Regions from separate parts of the Zea mays genome. Here regions 2 and 3 are each linked to region 1. A link is a contact called in public Hi-C data. All regions are on one chromosome and are shown on one strand. The core of a region is the stretch at or near the end of the contact, and the rest is flanking DNA. Distances in the headings are between cores, read along the strand shown.

Region 1 (3,115 bases), core at 201-2,700:
GATTGCGTCTCTCGCCCGAATTTAGCATCAACATCAACTGCCCCCGTCCTCGGCTACCTCATCCCCCGCCCCGACCTCCTCAACCTCGCCGTCGTGCCGCTGCAGCCGGTCCTGAGGTTCCCGTCGGTGGTGGACCTCCCGACATTCAAGACTCGAGGCATGGAGGGGGGAGGGGGCTGGAAGCCTAGAATCACGAGGATGGAAGGAGCATCGACGTTGGGGCGAGGTTGGGCGCGTCGGCGTGCAATCGATGTTGGAAAATAACGCGTGTGGCGAGGAAGGAAAGAGCGCACAATGTTGTTAGAGACGATGGCTTGGGAGGGGGCATGGAAGGAAGGCGCGCACATGGTTAGAGTCAGACGGGGTTCGAGTGGGGCATGGAAGGACCTGTGTGGACCAACCGTGTGGACGCGACCGATAGGGGGCGCGCGGGGGGAGGGAGGGTATGAACGCTAACGCTAAACTTTTAATATAGTAGTATAGATATAGATGGGGTTACAGTTAGGTATCAGTAGCTCAAAATGGATAGGTACATTCTTAAGAGGCGTCCGGGTATGAATCTCTAGATTGACCCTGTTTTCGTCACTTCTTTTCCCTCCACGTGTCCCATATCTATTTTAAATACAGGGTTATAAGAAAAACAAGTCACTTCATCAAATACCATAATCTAAACATTTAATATAAACAAATAACATAAACTAGAAAACAACAAAATAAAATTTATGGATAACAACCAGGTTTAATCTACATTTGAATCTAAACATAAAACCTATCATTATAACTTAATCATAAAACATATGCATCGACATGTCGCATACAAATCAAGAGCAGAAACTAAATATGCGTTTGTAAATGTAAATAACCTATATAGATAACTTACTAGGGATGCAAAATACAACTAACATAGACTAAATCAATGCATATAAATTGAGAAGGAGAGGGAGATACCTGCTCTCGAATATCTAAAAAAATGTTCAAACTTCCAATATGGAATCAATAGACCAATAAATGTTGGAAGGATTGGGGATAGTAAGATAGAAAGAGAGAGAAAAAAATGGAGGATGGGCGTGGACAGGCGTAGGACAGGGAAAAGAAGTATCTAGATAGGTGTTGGACCTCAGTACTAAGATTTGTGGCAACGATCTTACCACCATAGGTTATGGCATCAAAGTTGGAGTAGAAGCTATAGGTCATGCCGCCACCGACTCTAGGGTCAAAAAATGATTTTAATTACTATAAATCTAAACGTGAAATTTTAATAAAAATGGAACTACAATTTAAAAGGGCGCGCGTGTATGTGTGGCTCGACATGGGCCGGCCTACGCCGTATCATATTTTGAATGTGAAAATCAGGCCCACAAAACGGCACTCGAGCACACTAATTCACCGAGTGGCTTCGACAAAATAGCCTACCAGTGTCGTCCCAGCCGCCGTCCCGTCCCGTCCGCCGTCAAACGTCATCCGAATCCGCGCCGCGACCAGCGAAGAAGGTAGGAAGCATCCGGAACGGAGACGCGCCTCCTGCCTCGCCTTCCTCCCATGGCGCCGCCCCTCGCCGCCGTCTCATCGTCGTCGCCCCTATTCTCTCCTTCATCGTCCCGCCCCATCCGCCGCTGCCACGCACCTCCTCCTTCTATCTCCTTCCAGACGCGGGGACGCTCGCCCACGGCGGCGGCGGCAGCTGAGTCTTCTGTCAGCACGCTTCTCGAGGTGCGCGGACTCACCGCATCCGTGAAGGAGACTGGGCAGCAGATCCTCGCCGGCGTCGACCTCACCATCCGCGAGGGCGAGGTTCGTGTGGGCAGCTCGTGGAGTCGTCGGCTGCAATTTTATTGGCGGCTTGTTGTACGTATATTGCTTAATTGGGACTGCAAGGGATCGACTGATGCTAGTTTTATGCCTGTGTTTGACTGTCATAGATTCATGCGATTATGGGGAAGAACGGCTCCGGCAAGAGCACCCTCACAAAAGTAAGGAACTTCTGTTGGATGCACATATTTTTTCATGTTATATTTGGAACCATATCAGTCGATTGAAAAATAGGACAATTGTCTTCGGGCATGAAAGAATATAACATGTCAGTAAGGAGCTTTTGTTATATTTGGAACCATATTAGTAAGGAGCTTTTGTTCATCCTAGTTTTCTCTATGTTAGCCACCAACCGTAGGCCTACCCTACTGCTGTATTGCTATTGCAGTAAAATTTTGCTTTGGTAAAAATTGCTGCACTAGGCAGGATGGGCTTACACGTGTAGTAAAACAGTACTAACACCATCCTGTTAGTTCAGTAAGCTAGCCCTGCATACCTTTCTAATAAAGTTTATAAGCAAGGATATGGCCTAAATACAAATTGTAAAAGACCGTGCTCTTTGGTCTTTGCTCTGGTACCTGCTCATTAAACTGAATTTTTCACCTTTGCCTTGCAGGTTCTCGTTGGCCATCCTCATTATGAGGTAACTGGTGGTACCATTCTCTTCAAGGGTGAGGACCTGGTTGACATGGAGCCAGAGGACAGATCTCTAGCAGGCCTTTTCATGAGTTTCCAAGCACCTATTGAGATTCCTGGAGTCAGCAATTTCGATTTTCTGCTCATGGCTGTGAATGCTCGCAGAGAAAGGAGTGGTCTACCAGCATTGGGGCCCCTTGAGGTAAACTTCACAATTATATGCGCCAAGATACACTGTCAATTTTCACAAGAGATAATTATAATTTTAAACTGTTTTAATATAATTATTATACAACATAATGATCTTTAGTACTGATGTATCGTATAATAGGCAGGAAAGGGATGAGCGTAGCCAGTAGTTGTTTTGTTTTGGTTCATTTCATTATTGGTTCCAAATGGAGCTTTCCTTGCCATATTGACGGTAGCATTATGGTTCTCTCTTCTTTATGTTTTTTTGTTTTCGAATGTCTAGTAATACATAACTTTGTAAGCATTTTCTAGACGATCTGTTTTTATCATATTTATTGATTCTGAGTTGTAGTGGCATTGATTTTGAAACATCTTTGGTTTCTCTCGCAGTTTTACTCAGTTGTATCGCCCAAAGTTGATGCCTTGAAGATGGACCCAAAGTTCCTTGATCGCAATGTGAATGAAGGTTTTAGCGGTGGTG
Region 2 (3,115 bases), core at 325-2,824, 400 kb before region 1:
CAAATAACTATCTTTGAGTCTGAATCCTATGTATTTCTTCAAGACATTAGTGATGGGAATCTAACCTTATTGTTGTGTTGTGGGTAGGCCAGCCAAGCGCCTATTGCTTGAGAACAACAGCTTGGCAAGTGACAATGTGCAATATTGCCAGAAGTTCTTATTGAAGCGCCATAATAATTCTCCTACGTCAATTTGAACTTGCTCGGTCTATTCAATTGTGGCCTTATAATGCAATTTCATTCTCTGGTCTAGTTGCCGTTTTTGTTTCCGTATTCCTTATTTATCCATTCGTGGTTCTTTGGCCTAGTTTTGGCGTAGCAGCTATAATTCGGTTTATCCTTTTCTTCCAAAGATTTCATAATTGGGCGTTGAACCTATTTTATTAGGGGCAGCTATGCTATGCGCTGTCCACGGGGCTACGTAGAAAACACTTTCGAAGATGGAGAAGTTTGTTTGGTTTCAAAAGGACTTGTCACATGGCCAAATTGTTGTTTGCTTGCCCTATGAACACAATGTGCAGGATCGGGCAGTTTTCCCACTGCCAGCAAGAAAAGGCGGAACATGCGGTGCGCCCCGTCCCCGTCCCCCTACCTCACGCATCCACAGGTGTCCCCCTCATGCCGATCAGTACCTCCGATTAACTGGCATTGTCTACGCGGCTACGCCAAATGTATGAACAAGATAACGCGCATTGGCAACGCCAAGAACCAAGAATGGCAGCCAGCAGGATAACCGATGGACAACTCCCAGTCCCATCCATGCATAGCTGATTCAGAAGTCTTGCAAGATCGATACACAATGTGATACTCTCAGAAGCTCGGTAAATTTTTACTCCAGTCACAGTCACAGGACGCGCTCCCATCGGACCGAAAACACAGCTCGCATCACGTACGAATGCATGCATATATATATACTACACCGCAGTAGTTACAAAATGGTAGCGTTGTCGCTGAGAGCTGCGTTCCTGCCACCACGGCGACGGCGATCGCCATGGCCGGGCTTCGCTGGGATTTGGCCTACCTGCCGCGGAGGAGTGCCTTCTCGGCGGTGTCCATCTCCTCGAGGATGCGCGCGCGGCGCTTGGCCGGGATGGGCGCCGTGGGGCCGAAGCTGATGTAATGGCCCGACACGGCGTTGAGCGCCGAGTACATCTCCCGGAACGACGGCCGCCCCAGCAGCGACTTCTCCCGCCGGTACTTGGCCACCCACGAGTTGGACAGCTCCCGGAGCTCCGCCACCGCGTCCGCCACGCTCGGGTCCGACTTGTCCAGGTTGATCGTCGACCGCACCTTCCCGATCACCTCCTTCGTCTCGCTCACGTATTCCTCGTCCGCCGCACGCGCCGCGCCGCACACGGGCCCCAGCGCTAGCAGCAGCGCCGCGCCCAGCCCGGTCCCGGCAAGCACTTCGCGCCTGCCCGTGCTGCCGCCATTCGCTGCGCCACGAGGCAGAGGCTTTACGACTACGGCGGCGGCGGAGGAAGGGGCGGCGAGGACGGCGCCAGCCACGGGGGACGACGTGGCCCTCATCTCTACTGGCGTGAGCTCGGCGGAACAGGGAGCAAAAGCGAGGACAGTGACCAGCGAGATAGCTTTTGGTTTGTGGGCAAAACCGAGACTGGGAGAGCGACACGTCAGCTTATCCCCTTATCCCGACTACCCTTCTTGAGGCTGTGAATGGGCTCCCAAGATTTCGGATAGGGCGGCCATGGTGCATGGCAGCAACACGTTTTTTTATCGAACGCGCAGTGCATCTTTATATTAAAAATGAAAGGAGACAAACTCAAAGGATTTTACATGCAGAGATCCTGCCAAAAGAACAAAAAAGAAAAGAAAAATGTAACACCTTAAATCTATCAAATGAAAACAATCCAATTTGAATTGTTAGTTTTCAGTAGAAAGGAAAAAAATACTTATGTTCAAAAAAATGAAATGGTGATATAAATAAAATGAACAATTTCTTGGTTAGAAAATTTTTTATAAAATGTTTGAATGCATTCATGTCGAAACATTATTTTTATAAATTTTTTTATTTCTGTGAAAATCACACAAATCAGCATAAATGCAAAATTCGTCAAATCGTCGCAGCCGGAGGAATGTGCCGCTTTATAAAACCTAACCCGTACGAACCCTTTCATCTTCCTCCGCATGTAAGCCCCACGATATCCAGATTCTCATGACAGCTAGATTATCTACGAATCCAAATTCTCAGAAAAGATCTTCAGAAAAAAGCTGAACCAAACAGGCCCTTAGTTTTATGCCCGGAAGATCAACCATGGAAGCCATGTTCTTAATAAGACAAGCGATGGAGCAGTATAGGAAACATAAGGACCTACACAAGTTTTTTGTTGACTTGGAGAAGGCTTACGACAAAATACCAAGAAATATTATGTGGTAAGGCTGTCTCCAGCAACGTCCCCCTAAATTTCATCCTCTAAAGAAACATTCTCTGTCCTTAACAGCTACCTCTAAAAAATTATGTCCTCTCTATCTTTTTCTTCTTCAACAATGTCCTCTAAATTCAGTCCTCTATATCTACAATATTAACATAATACATAAACTACCATATTTATTCATTGATTTTCATATATTTCAATTGGTTCTAACGTACGACATTTAAATGATGAAATTAATAATTTTCAATACTACAAATTTGTGAATGTATAAATTAACAAAAATTGGACGCTGGTATGAGCATTTCGTCATATGAGCATTTAAAATTAACAAAATATATTCAAGATAGAGTGAGATATAGAAGTGTAAAAAAAAAGAAAATCGATTCATCAGACGGAACATGAGTCCCTAATTCCGAATCAAGAGATTTGTTGCGGAATCTGTCAGTTAAGTAAACTAATAATATTAAGAACTAGATCATCTAACCCTATTGAAAAATGAAATTGGATTTTCGGGAGAATTTTGAATAACAGTTTTTGGACGCTGGTAAGAGCTCTAATATCATTGACCCAGCGGGAATTATCAAGGGCATGAGCTCCTGTTGTAGAGGACAGTGCTCTTTTGCCCACCTTGGCAGCTACTTCTGGTGCAATGTCCCTGATTGCCTCCCCATGCATCCAATTGTCAGTCCAGAACAGGGTACTGACCCCATTCCCAATAAT
Region 3 (3,115 bases), core at 221-2,720, 330 kb before region 1:
TCACGTCTTTAAATTTATCAAGGTGTGTGAGCACTCCCATCACCTTGGGGAATCCATGGACTTGCATGATATTAAGAAACTCAAATGTATCCTGGGAACAAGGAAAACATATCAATGAAAAATCAATTGTATGGTAATATAGTCCAATACAGCTAATTGCACTCATCAGTGTAATTTAAAGTCAAGACTATCGTACCATGTGGGTTAACACTGTTGAATACTAGACCATGATAAAAGAACTACACATATCGTCATATACTCATATTAGAGTATCTGAAGTTCCCAACAGAACGTTTAGCCAAACATATAGCAGGGTGAAAGAAGTCACATCAGAAGATCTTCTAAGGTATGTTTAAAGGGAAAGGGGAGGTATTTGAAGTCTTCTACACGTGTTTACTAGAAAACTTAACATAGCTACATAGTAAACTGGTCAAAATTTTGAAAATAGAAATATGCAAAACACACCATTTCAAATCCATAGCTTCCATCAATAAGCAATAAAGCGAGATCGGCTATTTTAGCAGCATCAATCATTCCATTGATATCATTTGGACACTCTACGAACTGTACCCTCCTACTTTTACCTGCACCCAACAAACAAACGATAAGTTTACCATCTTCACAGAAATCTAGCATTACTCCATTATGTTTTGATTTTCAATGTACAGTATGCAAAGGGTTCCTTAACCTGATACAACAGTGATGGGGCCACGAACTTCGGGCAAGTTTTGCTTGGTGTAGTGCTTTACCAGACATTTTATCAACAGTGACTTCCCAACCTAATAAATTTGAGGTGAAGCGATGATGAGATAGAGTAGAACATTAACAATCAGCTGTGCAGATTGCAGTGCATACCTGTGGAGGTCCTTGAACTACAACAACAAAAGGAGGAGGTTCACCGATGGAACGGTCCATAATTGGCACATGAAGACGCCGTTGTTCAATCTCAGCTGATCGAGCTTGTAGACGTTTCGCCTTGGCTGCTGACTGAAATGCAAAAGCCTGAAAGAATGGCAAGGTCGTCTGATTAGAACAATGCTTCCAGAATCATGTCGCCCGAGCAGGTGCCACGGACGTGACTTGCTCGAATCTGTATCATACCTTGGGGTTCTTCTGCTGCCCCCCTGCGTCATCGCCGGCGTCGCCCTTGCCCTTGCCCTTCTTCTTCCGCGCCTTGGCGCCGGACTTGTGTTGGCGGTGCGCCTTGTGCGGCTGCTCGCCGCCGCCGTCCGCCGGAGCCATGGGGCTACCTAGGGCTCCCGCCTCCTACTTAAAAAGAAGCTAACTTCTTTTGTACGCAGCGGCTGAGGAAGAGGGTTTGCGGCGGTAGGCCTTGCCGCCGCTGCCGGGAGGGAGACTGGCAAGGGTTTAGGGAGGCGGCGTCTCTGGAAAAGAATTACGTAACCCAAGTCCTTTGCCCGAGAGAGCAAACCTGCGCTTGCCGCCCCCACGTGAGAGTCCGAATCTCAAAGCTAAAACTCCAGCATGGGCCTTGGGCCGTATTCTATGCCACGCTCCTACTAGCAGGTCAGGAACGTAGGCAAGCAGGAATTCTAGCAGACGTCATCGCAGGTCACGAACGAACGAGTGAAACCTTGCCCGGCGCCGCCCGTAAAACGAACAGCCTGATCATCCCGGCGGCAGCAACCTCCAGTCGCGCGCACAGTGACGGCCTGGCATCGGTGTATTTTTTTATGTTTGGTTGCTGCCTAGCACAAGGCCGGACATCAACGATTATTTAGGGTTTATTTATTTTAGCTTATAGATTATATAATTTAAAAGATAATCTAAATTATTTATTATAGATTATAATTTGTCGATATTATAATCTGTATGTAACTGTTTGGATGACCAGATTATATAAATGAAGATTATTGATTTCTTCGACACAAAGTTAAAGACAACAATACCCGACCGTGCGTGTGATTTGGGGAAAAAAGAAAAATAGGAGAGGTTGTAATTTTATAAACATAACCATGGGTAGTGGGTCATTTGCTAAAAATAATTTTAAATAAGCTACTTTTGATGAGATTATGAGATTATCATAATCTGGACTTTAGATTATATAATCTAGACCCATAATCTATATGTTTGTTTAACTACTGGTTTATTTACGTAAGATTATATAATTTGGACATATTATAATTCGGAATAAACAGGACCTTAAAGCCTTTCTAAAAGCAATGCCCCGAAAAAACCTAAAACATTTTTTAGATCAATGTGTTGCATTAGTAAAGTCAATTACGATGGTATTCTCGGCCTCGAGTCATCATCTGTGCTGGTGGCACAAAATACCAGTAAGCATATAAGCCATGTAATTGCCAACAATCAAGACTTTTTAAGAATTTCGAAATTTGTGTATTGTTATATATATCAGGGCTCATATTGTATTGTAGGTCCATATGACCTGTGAAGACAGGACACTATATATGTCCATATTCTCTCCTACGATTGTGCATTCTTCCCTCAAATCTTCTCAAGGTAACTATTCTAACATGGTATCAAAGCAGGAATTGGTCTAATTAAGACACGTGATCCACTTTTTTCGCCGGTGTTGCGTTTCCGTCATCACGTCTGCCTTTGCCTCTGACAGTTCTTCCATCTCGGGGCTCAGCCGCACATCCTCTTCAGCCCCCGACGCATGTCCGCCTCTCGTCGTGGTCACCCATCGAGTCGACCCCCAATGTTGGTCGCCTCATCGCCCGACGCTCGCCCGCATCATCTCCGACGACCGTCCACTCGTGCCTGTCCACCTCTCAATGTTCGTCCATTTGTGTATGTCTGTCTCGTCCGTTTGCACCTCCTACCTCGGCCATCCGTCTGGCACCTGTCCGCCTTGGCTGGCGTCGGTCGTTCGTCGCTAGTGCTCTTGGCGTTCGTCTATCTCTAGACCTATGCAACCGTTCAGCACCAGCAAAGGTCCAGATCGCTCAGCTCGTTTCTCTGCTCCCATCTGATCGTAACTATTTTTATTACTATTTGCTGCCTCTTCAATATGTCGCAGTCTAGTGTCATTGATATTCCTATCAAACTTGATGGTCCTATCAATTATAGAGAGCGGGCTTTCTCTGTCAAAACTATGTTGAGGGGTTTTGGACTTGTATCTCATGTGACT

Evidence for each region. Hi-C and Micro-C count contacts between places; a contact is called where the count stands out from the background.
Region 2: a contact with region 1 is called in a Hi-C map of tassel, with 1.7 times the contacts expected there. The contact joins the promoter of LOC100282043 here to the promoter of LOC100273146 in region 1. A contact is called at or near these places in 2 of 25 Hi-C or Micro-C datasets (ear and tassel).
Region 3: a contact with region 1 is called in a Hi-C map of tassel, with 4 times the contacts expected there. The contact joins the promoter of LOC103634616 here to the promoter of LOC100273146 in region 1. A contact is called at or near these places in 7 of 25 Hi-C or Micro-C datasets (bundle sheath, ear, endosperm and 2 more).

Annotation. Positions count from the first base shown.
Region 1 is chr1:55,149,036-55,152,150 of Zm-B73-REFERENCE-NAM-5.0, reverse strand. It overlaps LOC100273146, which reads left to right and starts at 1,450. Exons shown (of 7, transcript NM_001147593.1): 1 at 1,450-1,791; 2 at 1,920-1,970; 3 at 2,426-2,647; 4 at 3,025-3,115. The coding sequence starts at 1,540.
Region 2 is chr1:55,550,465-55,553,579 of Zm-B73-REFERENCE-NAM-5.0, reverse strand. It overlaps LOC100282043 (photosystem II 11 kD protein), which reads right to left and starts at 1,574. Exons shown (of 1, transcript NM_001154956.2): 1 at 802-1,574. The coding sequence starts at 1,529. The coding sequence ends at 1,017. LOC100273759 reads left to right here. Exons shown (of 7, transcript NM_001354805.1): 7 at 1-185.
Region 3 is chr1:55,474,098-55,477,212 of Zm-B73-REFERENCE-NAM-5.0, reverse strand. LOC103634616 (ribosome biogenesis protein BMS1 homolog) reads right to left here and starts at 1,470. Exons shown (of 18, transcript XM_008657139.4): 1 at 1,102-1,470; 2 at 856-1,002; 3 at 689-779; 4 at 466-584; 5 at 1-91. The coding sequence starts at 1,242.